Regions from separate parts of the Sus scrofa genome. Here regions 2, 3 and 4 are each linked to region 1. The links are chromatin contacts, called in public targeted proximity ligation maps. All regions are on one chromosome and are shown on one strand. The core of a region is the stretch at or near the end of the contact, and the rest is flanking DNA. Distances in the headings are between cores, read along the strand shown.

The links.
Region 2: a targeted proximity ligation map of skeletal muscle shows a contact between it and region 1. A contact is called at or near these places in 2 of 2 datasets of targeted methods (alveolar macrophages and skeletal muscle).
Region 3: a contact with region 1 is called in a targeted proximity ligation map of skeletal muscle. A contact is called at or near these places in 1 of 47 Hi-C or Micro-C datasets (skeletal muscle) and 1 of 2 datasets of targeted methods (skeletal muscle).
Region 4: a targeted proximity ligation map of alveolar macrophages shows a contact between it and region 1, with 2.7 times the contacts expected there. A contact is called at or near these places in 6 of 47 Hi-C or Micro-C datasets (liver, psoas muscle and skeletal muscle) and 2 of 2 datasets of targeted methods (alveolar macrophages and skeletal muscle).

Annotation. Positions count from the first base shown.
Region 1 is chr4:81,984,242-81,986,987 of Sscrofa11.1, forward strand. No RefSeq gene overlaps it. Among named protein-coding and RNA genes, the nearest start is that of ATP1B1, 49 kb to the left of the region's middle.
Region 2 is chr4:82,199,853-82,202,598 of Sscrofa11.1, forward strand. It overlaps the pseudogene LOC106510108. Among named protein-coding and RNA genes, the nearest start is that of DPT, 86 kb to the right of the region's middle.
Region 3 is chr4:81,823,131-81,825,876 of Sscrofa11.1, forward strand. All of the region lies in intron 11 of NME7 (nucleoside diphosphate kinase 7), which reads left to right. Among named protein-coding and RNA genes, the nearest start is that of ATP1B1, 110 kb to the right of the region's middle.
Region 4 is chr4:82,120,325-82,123,070 of Sscrofa11.1, forward strand. It overlaps the pseudogene LOC106510108. Among named protein-coding and RNA genes, the nearest start is that of DPT, 170 kb to the right of the region's middle.

The sequences.
Region 1 (2,746 bases), core at 155-2,654:
ATAATGAAGTTCAAATTTGAATATTTCCCCCTAATAAGGGAGTTCACTATAAGCTTTTCTTGAATAATCATCTTTTTGCCAATGGCTAACTATTATAGGCATTGAACTTTTATGAATATTTTTGTTGATGGAGGAAAAATGCCCTTCACTTTTCTCTTGACCTTTCTGGCACTCCCCAAGATAAAAGTGGATCCTCCTGCTTAAGTCTAGTTTTTGTCTGAGGGGTGACCAACCATACTAGTGACTCTGGACTGACCAGCAAGCATCTTTCTGAAAAGTCTCTCTCAGCTGGGAGAGCTCTGTGACTCTGGGCCTGGCTGTTGACCTAATTCAGAGGGGCTCCTATTTTTCAATCTACTTTTTATGATAGCAGGCTCTCCCACTGCAACAGGGCTGTGTACCTGGGGCTGCTGCCCTGGATGTGTCTGAGGTGGTGTTGTTGTGATTCCCAGTGTAATAGTTCCTGGAGCAGATTGTTTCTAAGATGAAGTAATATGACTTCTTGTAAAGGGAGAGGCATTAGCTCACTTTTATTGAGGTGCTTAGCTCTGCTTCACAAGGAGGAAAACTCCAGGACTACGAGATTGTTTTTTCACGACCTCCTCCTCTATCTCTAGTTTTTGTTTATGCCAGCTCCTCCCTACATTCCTCCACCCCAGAGGGACTTCTGATCTGGCTTCCAGCTTCCTCACTGACATCTCTGCTTCCTTCTCTCAACCACACAGGAATGCAGAGCTAAGCCCTGTGTCAGGTCTCATAATGCTGTATTCCACTGCTTGGTCATCCTTTTATTAATAACCACCCACGCTGTTGCTGCAATTGTTCCTTATATATTGGATATTCTGGTAACCTTACTACCTAATTTAATTCTCTAACAGATTGGAGTGGGGGGGCAGCTTCTATTATTCTATTTTTAGATAGAAGTGGATGCTTGCCTAGAGACAGGAACACACTCAGCTATATAGTTTGTAAGTGGTGGAGTAGAATTTTAACCTTGGTTGACGCTTAATTTTTAAAGACTATGTGATACTTCCCCTCTTCTTTCATCTTAATCCCCAGTTCCTAACTGTGGATTGGTATTTCTACTTCTCCCTGAAAAAGAGCACACACAGCTGATACCATGGGCCACAGGAGAAGGACACCTGCCTGGGGACATATAATCCTTCTGGCAGGAACATTTGAAACCCAGCTCTCCTGAAAGTTTACTTAGCTCATCCCTCTGTTTCTAGCCAAGTCTTTCTGACAGGTAGGAACCTCGTCTCTTAGACAAGGTACAGCAAGGATGGCCACACTGTAGCTAGTGGGCCTCCCTCTGAAAACTCCTGGCCATTTCCTCAGGGGAGTTTTCTGGGTAGCTTATCTCTGCAGCCTCATGACTCATTTCTTCTTTTCGAGTCGGTTCCAGAGGAAATTTGCTTCTATGGTCAGAGGCCAGAGCATACTCCAGCCCTCTCTGGAGAGAAGCAGAGTCAGAGAAGAAAGAGATTTCATAATGTAGTAGTGTTGGTTGTTCATTGCTGAGGAATCCGAGGGTTGGTTTGCATTTATCCTGGGTGGAGCTCCCAGCAGCTGAGGAAGGCCTGCTGTAGGAAGAGGAAGGGCTCCAAGGGAAGGACTTCTGGGGACCAAGGAGGTAGAGAAGTCGGGGAGGCCCCCAGAGCCTTCACTCTCTTTTGGCCCTTCTGAGAGCACAAGATTGAGCCCTAAGCTTTCAGCACCTGTGGTCCTGCCAGATTTCAGAGAGTGTGATAGGAGTGACTGGCCAACCTAAAGTCAAGTGAATGAATAATGAGTGATCAGTGGAAGAGCAACTTGATATCAAATGTTCCACCTGATATAAATTTTGAGAGGAAAGCTTGCAGTCATGGCTTTAGGATCAAACAGTTTCTTGACCTATTTCTCTTTGTAAAACTATTTTTCTTCTCAAAAGGATTAGAAGATTTCAAGTTTTTCCAAAAAAACCTTTATAAACTCCCCAGAAGTGTTTCAGTGAAGTTGTAAATTGTACTTTTTGACCATAAAAAAAAAAACAAACAAAAAAACACAGTAGCCTTCAAAGGAAGGCATTGGTGAATTTTGTAACAAAGACTAAAACTGAGGCCAAGTGTCCCTGTTCCAGTCTTGACATTTATCTGGAATCGGGTTGTGTGTACCATTAAACTGCACGACTCAGCATGCATGACAAGATTTTTTTTCTTTGCGTTGGTAAGCCTACTTTAGCATTTTGCATACAAGAAGATTTTGGTGGGGCTTTGCTACTGCTTCATCCCACACAGATAATAATGGTAAAGTCATTATGAGTTAACACTTTTGGAAGTCTTTATCTCTTCAACCAGATTGTAGCTCTGAGTAAGCAGGATCCTTGTCTTATAATAGTTTGATTTCCCAAAGCTTAAAATTAGGATAATTTTACTCATTTCCTTCCTAGAGAGGTCAAGGGACCAAATTTCTCTGTTGCAGACACTGTTGGTTGCCTGCCAAAGGTTTGTTTCCTTCTTTCTACCTTACCGTCAAGCTCTGATTTTGGTTGTGTCCTTTGAAAGGTTATGTCCTTTTTAGGCACTGAGCTCTACCTAACCACAGAGGGTGAGACTTCATTGGTCTAGGCCAACTGTGGTGGCCTTGTCTTGTGTAAAAATTGTTTTAAGCCTGGGCAGATTGTGTTGATTCTGGCCATTGAGACATGGGGGTTGTCTGATGGAGGGACATAAGGTGGGGGCATTCCTTTTTTCTGTCTCTGAAGATT
Region 2 (2,746 bases), core at 64-2,563, 220 kb after region 1:
ACCTTTTTAGTAATTTGATTCTGACAATGGCACAGCAATGACAGAGCTCAAAGGCTGACAACCTAATATGGGCAAGCCAGAGAAGTAATTACTGCTTTAAATCAAAGAACAGTTTGTGCCCTATAGTAGGAAAATTCTATATTAAACAGAAAGTCCTCTATCCTCCATACCATATGGCATTAACCATCTTCCTATGGGTTTACTTCCCTGAACTTGGAAAAAGAGTCTGCCCATTTGGGCCTCTGGATATAAAAGGTGTGCTGGTGACCATTTCATTTTGCCATTGAGTCTTAGGTTTGGAAGAGTCCTTACCAATTATCTCCTCTAGCTTCCTACCCCAAATAGTATTAACTTTGAAAAATGGACTGCTTAGATGCTTTCAGTAATGGGAACTCAGCCCCTGCAAGGACCCCATATATCTATCCTCTCAGGCAGGGCATTCAAAATAACTTTGGGCAAGCGGATCTAGGAATCATTGTCTTCTCTTTAGTTCTTTCCTCCTCATTCTCTTCATATTCTTCCTCTAATTTGCAATGATTTCTGAGTATCCATTGAGCTTCCAAGATATTGATTCACAACTAAATGAAGGACCATATGAAAATGTGTTTTCGCAGCATATCCAGCCATACTTTTGGATAAGAAGGGGAAGAGCATTAAAGAAATTTTTGCTTAAAAAGTAAACTCAGTTTGTAAAGGGCTAATTGAATTCTCTGTCTAGCCATTCCCTATTTCCCCATGGCACTGTACTTTTCCTGGAAAAATTTCATCAGGCTGGAAAATTTAGCTTTTGGTTTGTTACCAGATTCATTTCCTGTCTCTCATGTGTTTTATCAGAGTTAGCTTTTAAACAAGGAGAGAGACCTACTTTCTCACACTGAGAGCCAAGATTTTAAACCTTTTTAAAAAATTACTGACTTGCCTAATGATCAAGTTCACTTCTTGAACATTGCCCTGGGCTGTTCTAAACCATCCAATTTATTGTAATTATGGATGGTACATCCACAGGGCAAAGACTTAATGCAGGCTTATTGTCCATATTTACTGAGCTTCCTAATTTTTGGAGCATAGCTAATGGTTAATTCCTATAGAGCCACCACTAACCCATATATCTATCACTTTTGCTCATTGGCAAAATATCCCATCTTTGAGGAGATGCAACTCAAAGTTGTACAACTTGGCTAGCAGAAGAAGACTTTGTGAGAAGCAAAAAGTCATCCCTTCCTCTGTAAAGATGTTGCCCTATGCCAGGTCTGTGCTTTGCCTTGCGTAATAAGTACAGAGTATACTGTAACAAACAAGCTAAAAATTACCAGTGGTGTATTACCATAAAACTTTGCCTCCAGTTCACACTAAAGTTACACATCAGCCTCCCACAGACAAGTAGGGGAAGAAGAGAGAGGGTGGAGAAGGCCGACATGTTTCTTAACCTCCTTTGCCTAGAGATAACACACATCACTTCTGTTTATGTTCCATTAATGCGAACCAGTCATTTGGACCCCCTAGGTGAAAGGGGGAGAAGGAGTTGGAAAGTATGGTTCATAGCTGGGCAGCCACATTTAAGATTCAAGATTTCTATGCCTGATAATTTGATACAATGCATTTTGAACAAGTCAAGGAATCTGTGCAGCCTCCATGCATGTGAGGATCCCATGATGCTCCTATTGATCAACTGTGGAGACTTAGCTCCAATGGCTTTTCAGATACCAACTGCTTCAGGCAGAGAAGTCATGTGAATATGGACTAGGAAGTCAATTAGGACTTGATTTTAAAATCTAAGAAAGTGTTTAGCCACCCATTGCCTTGGTTTTCTATCTATAAAATACTTTAAAAGTGATTAAAAAAAATTTCCCGTTAAGAATAATGAATGAAATGACTTGTTTGTCTCTGTTCCTTTCTGAAATCCCAGTGAAATGGTTTATTTATTTTATACGTGTAAAAATGTTATAATTTGTAAACCTGTAAGGACAATGGCAGAAGATTAATAACATCTACATAATTTCATATGACAGTGGACTCACGATGATAAGTGATTTGAAGCAACAAAGCTAGTAAAACCTTCCAAATTAGGGTGGCAGTGAGGAAAGCCAACAGCAAGCAAACTGACTTATACAATAAAACTATATAGAGGCTCAGGATTAGAAATACCAGCCACTTTTGTCAAAAAGAGTTTAGGGTGGAATTGAAAATAGGATTGACTGCAAACATCCTGGGAGCCAAGGAGGTGTGTGATGCCACACAAAATGTGGTGCTTAGAGGACAGTTTGCAAACGAAAGGGTAAGACACCCCTGCCTGGTTCCCAGACTTCAAGAAGTTAGGATTATTTTCTCTCTTCTCTGGAAAAACTTCTGGGCAAAAGAAAAGGTGTATATATACTGCTATTACTGCTATACTGCTATTAGGAGGGAATTAGTTTCTTACTGCTCCTGAAACAAACTACCACAAACTTATCAGTGTAAAATAATAAAAAAATATTCTTACAAATCTAGAGGATAGAAATCCAAAATGAGTATCACTGAGCTAAACTCAAGGTGTTGACTTTTAGGGGGTTCAGGAGGGTATTATATTTCTTTGCTCTTCCTGTTTCTAGAGGCTTGCCACTTTCCTCACTTTGTGTCCCTCTTCTTCCATTTCCAAAGCCAGCAATGGCAGACCAAGTCCTTCTCATGCTGCGTCTGTCTGGTTCTCTCTTCCAATTTCCTCCTTCCACTTTTAAGGACCCTTGTGATTATATTTAGATTTCTATGT
Region 3 (2,746 bases), core at 166-2,665, 160 kb before region 1:
TCTCACTGATACATCGGGAAGGGTACTCATTATACATTTTTTTTTTTTTTGAAAAATGAATGTTAGTGGAGGGAAAATATTAATTACATTTCCATTTTCTATTGCTTAAATACATATTTAGTGTACTTTTATTATGGCCTCTGTATCCAGTCATTCATCCAGAAACTGGATATGCTTTATCCTAGATTCCTTTCACAGTCAATTTTCTAGTGCCCATTTTATAGTCGAAAAATGAAATTAAGGCTCAGAGAGGCTTATTTTAAAACTTAAAAAAATCCATTAATTTTTTTTCCCCCAAAGAACATATCCCTATTAAAAATTAATGTCAGGATTTGAACTCTGTTTTGCCTGGTTCCATCTTAAATTTTTTTTTTATGATTCAAAATCTCAATAACATCATTTCTCCAAATTATAATTGAATATGGCGCAAGAAACTTTTTGAATGTCCACAAAGCACCTAAGAGAATAATTCTCTTGCTGGGTCAGTCTCTGGCCCTTTCAGGATAGTTTCTGTCTGTGACAATGGTACCAATAGATATTTTAAATATGAGAGTGGTGTCATTCTAAACATCTATCTCAAAATTAGCTTTATGACATTCCAATTATTTCCATAACCCATCATGAAACTATCATTTGTAAAATTTTTAACTTTTTTGAAGACACTTTCCTGTGTATTATTTTAGGCTTGGCACTTTTCCTGACTTTCTTCTCAGTGTTTTGAATTTTTTTTCTTAGGAAGGTTTTTGGCTTTCTTGCTCCTCAGGCCCTAGCATCTTCTGTTGCGGTGAAGTCTTGTGTCTTTTGCTCTATACCCACCCCCAGCTTCTTGTCCCTTGTCCTTTACTCCATATGTGCCACCTTAGTCCCCACAGGGATTGGGAAATTTTGATAACTATCTTTTTTTGTTTCATTATGAACCATGAACTTTTTCTTCTTTCTTTTATGTAATTTTGGCATTTAGCTGGTTTCCATTTCCCCCTTCCTCACATCGGCATCCTTGGCCTCACCCTTTTCCAGTACTTTTTTTCTGAATGTTTCCCACGAAGAGTTTTTCCTTTGAGTCTCTTGTTTCCCTGCCATTTCCTTTCCTTTTTTTTTTTCAAAAAATATTCTTGTATTGATTCCTTTATCTCCCTTTGGCTGCATTAACTGTTTTCTATGACATAATACTGTTTCCATTAAGCTCTCATAGCTTAACATTTTACCTCTTTTTTCTTTCCATTTTCTTTTCATTCATAGAGAAGATCACTTGTTTTGTTTTTCTTCAAAAATAACCATGTTCCAATAAGACATGTCCACATCACAGTCAGAAGGAAGGGCTAGAGTTTTCCCAAAGCAGTGCACACTGGAGATGGGGCATCGCCACTAGCTGGAGCTGCTAGCTTTCCAAAATCCCAAGAGGTCGCAGCACCATGTGCCAGGCCTTATCTTCCTAATGCACATGTGCTGCTTGTCAGTTTCAAATGTCAGCTGCTAGTGGTATTACTTAGAGACAGTAGGCTTTGTGTCAGGATGGAAAGAAAAAAAAAAATTAAACCTTGAGTCCCTGGGAAATTACCATTTTTGGACACCTAAGAGCCTGCCACCTTACCAGTCTCTTATTGGTAAAAGCCACTGACACCGGTGCCAAGTTTGAGCACAGGATCAGTTACACTTGGCATGAATTGTACTGAGCCATGGTGTTCTCAGGATGTCGTTAGAAAGGCATTTTATTTATATCTCAGGGAGACTGTCCTAGCACTTGCAAGGCCAAAGAGAAGGACTTCAGGGACCCTTAAAAAAAAGTGCAGAAAAGTGAATGGGTAGCACAAAATTAATTACCCATTCACTTTTGAATATTGATTTTTGATTGGTGACATTAGATAGCAAAACAATAATCATTGCTCCTCTGTACTAAGTGTAGGCATGATCTTTTTGAAAGCACTTAATTAAAATATAAATAACTCATAATATATATATATAATTCTATATATATATATATATATATATATATATATATAATTCTGTACTTTACTATGAAATCCTTTCAGTAATGCTTCAAGACAAGGTTTCCATATACTCTAAGTAAAACCCAAATTTGAGACATTTAATGTAAAAAGTAAAATATATATGATATGGATTTTTAAAAAAGCTTGTTCTCAGAGAAGATTGTACATTTCAGAATTAGCCAATGTTATCTCTCAAGATTCCTCGCTCCATTATCTTCTGAAGCTTTGCCGCCTAACTGATATGCTATTTTCAAGTTGCTATGAGTTGTTTTCTCTCTTTGTCCTGTCTAATACATTCAGTAGACATTTGGTCTCTACCAAAAGGTCCTTGATATTTGCAAGACTATTCGGTCCTGGCCAAAATATCCATAAGGCATTTGGGCCATGCCAAAATGTCCTTGGTATTTGTCCCTTTCAAAATGATTTGGCGTGAACCAGATGCACTCTTGAACATTTTGGATAGAACCAGATTTCAAGGACCTTTTCCTGTGGAACAGATGTCTTAAGAAGCAGATTCTTGTGGACGTTTGGACAAGACCATATGACTGCTAACCATTTCTCTCCTGACTCTACTCATTCCTCAGAGCACCAGTTATATCATAGTTACAAAACCGCTAGAGAGTAAATTTATCCGGAGGAGGGTTGAGTATACCATATTTACTTTTTCCTTCTTTTTCATGTACTGTTTTTCCTTTAAGACACCACAAATTGCCCCAACCTTGAGTAACTTTTGCCATCCTTTGAACTCCTCTCACTCA
Region 4 (2,746 bases), core at 92-2,591, 140 kb after region 1:
AATGACTTTCTTTTGTTCATCAATAGACCTTGTTTTACATCATAAAAAATGCCATATTCAAAATGTTAACAACTTAATTTGTTTCAGTGCTTTAGAAAGTTGCTATTCTTGAAATATACAAACAATAAAGTACTGTCAACTTATTGATTGCCAATGAGATTTTTATGACATCCTTGCAATTATACCTAAAATTCTGCATCATTCAGTCTGTATCAGGCAGGTCTGTCTATATGGAATCACTGATTGGTCATTCTTAGCTGAGCAGATTCTATCTTCCCTATACACTGTACTTTAGTAAATCATACTTTATTCATTATATTGACATAACTTTGAAAGTGGGTGATCACAAAAATGGTCCATTTGACCATCATTTGTTTGCTGACTACTGGTGTTTTCATTCACAGATAAACACTATTCTATAATATTACTATGTTCACTATGGAATTTTTTTATAGCCGGTTTTCTTTATTCACAATATGTCTATGTTCTCTGCCAATTATATGGCAAGCCCCTTGATGGCCAGAGCCCAGGTCTTAATATCTAGATAGCCCACATAGTGTCAAGTTCAAGTTTCACATTTGGCCAGGCTTGTGGTGGGGGTAGATTTAGCCTTGTGGTCTGAAAACATCACTAACAAGAGATTTTCCTGACCTTTCTAGTTCAAGGAGATGGAGAGGAAATGAACTAGTCAGGGGACAGAACTAGAGCCAGGAAATATAGAGGCCAAGGACTACATGGGGTAGTCTTAGATTTAGGAACCCTTGAGAGGAAGGGTAGAAAGGGAAGATTTTGAAAACCAAAATGAGCCCAATTGAGAGGAAACTGTAAAGGAAACCCTGGGGTCAGATGGAGCCAGAGAACACAGGAGAATCACTCTATCCTGGACTGGGGCTTAACAAAAGCACAGAAGCCAGGGACCAAAGTTCATCAAGCTGATTGTGGAAGAAGGAAGGGTTAGGACAGACTGAAAGGCTGGGATCTTAAATGAAGAGGTTCAAATCTGGAGCTTGAGTGGGGAGTGAAAAAAAAAGAATCAGCATAATTGAGAAAGCCAGAAGAAAGCAGATATCTGAGTGCCATTCCAGCTGTATTTATTCCTGATCATCGCATATATTCCTGATCAGCACATGTCCCTGAGCCTTGAGGCATAGGCAGAGCTTCTGACAAATGCACATAATCAAATATAGTTTCTGTTTCTGTATCTGAATTTTGCTTGCTCCCATTTGCTTTCCCACTCTCTTCTCCTCTAGCTCCTTCACTTTTTCTTGCTCACTCATTCTATGGACTGTAAAAAAAATATGGCTAATATGCAATTCAAGTCACTACTGTCATAGATAGTTGAAATTACGAAAATAACACCACTAGGCTCAGCAGCATGAATATAGGGTACATGGCGTCGTCTGGGATGGTAACAGAGACAAGGAGAAGTAGAAAATTGAGGAAAGCAATTTAGAAAGCTTTCAATGATTGAACTTCCTATGGTCCAGACATCAGTCTAACATCTCTCTGCATATTAATTCTAACCTCAAAATGGTGTTGGAAGGCAGATATTTTTATCTCCATTTCTAAAATAAGGAAACTGAGACTCCAAAAGAAGAACTAACTTGCCCAAAGTTGCATAGTTCAGTGGCTCAACCAGTATTCAAGTCTGAGTTCCTCTGTTTCATAACTTTCCTTCTACTTCTTCTAATGAAATTCTCTACTTTGGAAATTTTCAATAACTTTTTAAATTCCCTTTTACCTCATATCGGTGAAGACACAGTTACTAGTACAGTCTTACAAATTTGCTCTTGAGTGCTCTGTGGTATCCTCTGGACCTTTATTTCTTGACAATTTCTGCCCTTACTTTACTATTACAAATGGAACAGCATAAATGAATAAAACAGTTTTTTATTAAATATAATATGGCTTACAATGGGGACCTGCTGTGAAGCACAGGAAACTCTATCCAATAACCTATATGGGAAAATAATCTGAAAAAGAATGGATATGTGTATGTGTATAACAGAATCACTTTGTTGTATGGCAGAAATTATAACATTGTAAATCAGCTATACCTAAACATAATTTTAAAAAATGACTTGTGTAATGGGTCTTGAATACATGGTCTGCTGCTTCTGCACTGAACCTGGATATAATTCTCAAATTTTCCTGCAGTTGCAGAAGAAGAACTTGTGTTGTCACTGTTCTCTGCCTCTGGCTACTTGTTTTCAACAGGAACAGCATTTATAGAATCGTCACAAAGATAGGAAACTACATCCTATCTTCCCAAGTTGGCAGGGACAGCAAGTGTAAGCTGCTAGGAAATTGTAAAGTACTTTTGAGATGATTTATGTGTGTGATCCAAGAGGTTGTTTACTCATGGGGCCCAAATCTTTCCGGTCCCAGGAAACACAAATGATCCTTGACTAAAGTCAGTACGCCAAAAGACACTAAGAGTTTATTCAGAATCTCCTTTTGAAAGCCTCTCGTGGTCATACAGGAAAAGCCAAGCCCTGAAATTGTATGTAGAAGACAAGGCTGTGACAAAAACTCATCATGGATCCAGATTTTGTCTGGTCCACTTCTGAGCTGTGCTTCCTGGCATATATATTTCCTCAGGAAGGAAGTTTAGCCAGAAGTTGACTTGTGATTCTGTGGGTTCCTGCTGGGCTGGTAGGCTTGCTGTCCTTATTGTCCCATGATATTGATTTACTTTCTGATTATATCTGTTAAGGATGCATTCGTTCATTCATTGAACAATATA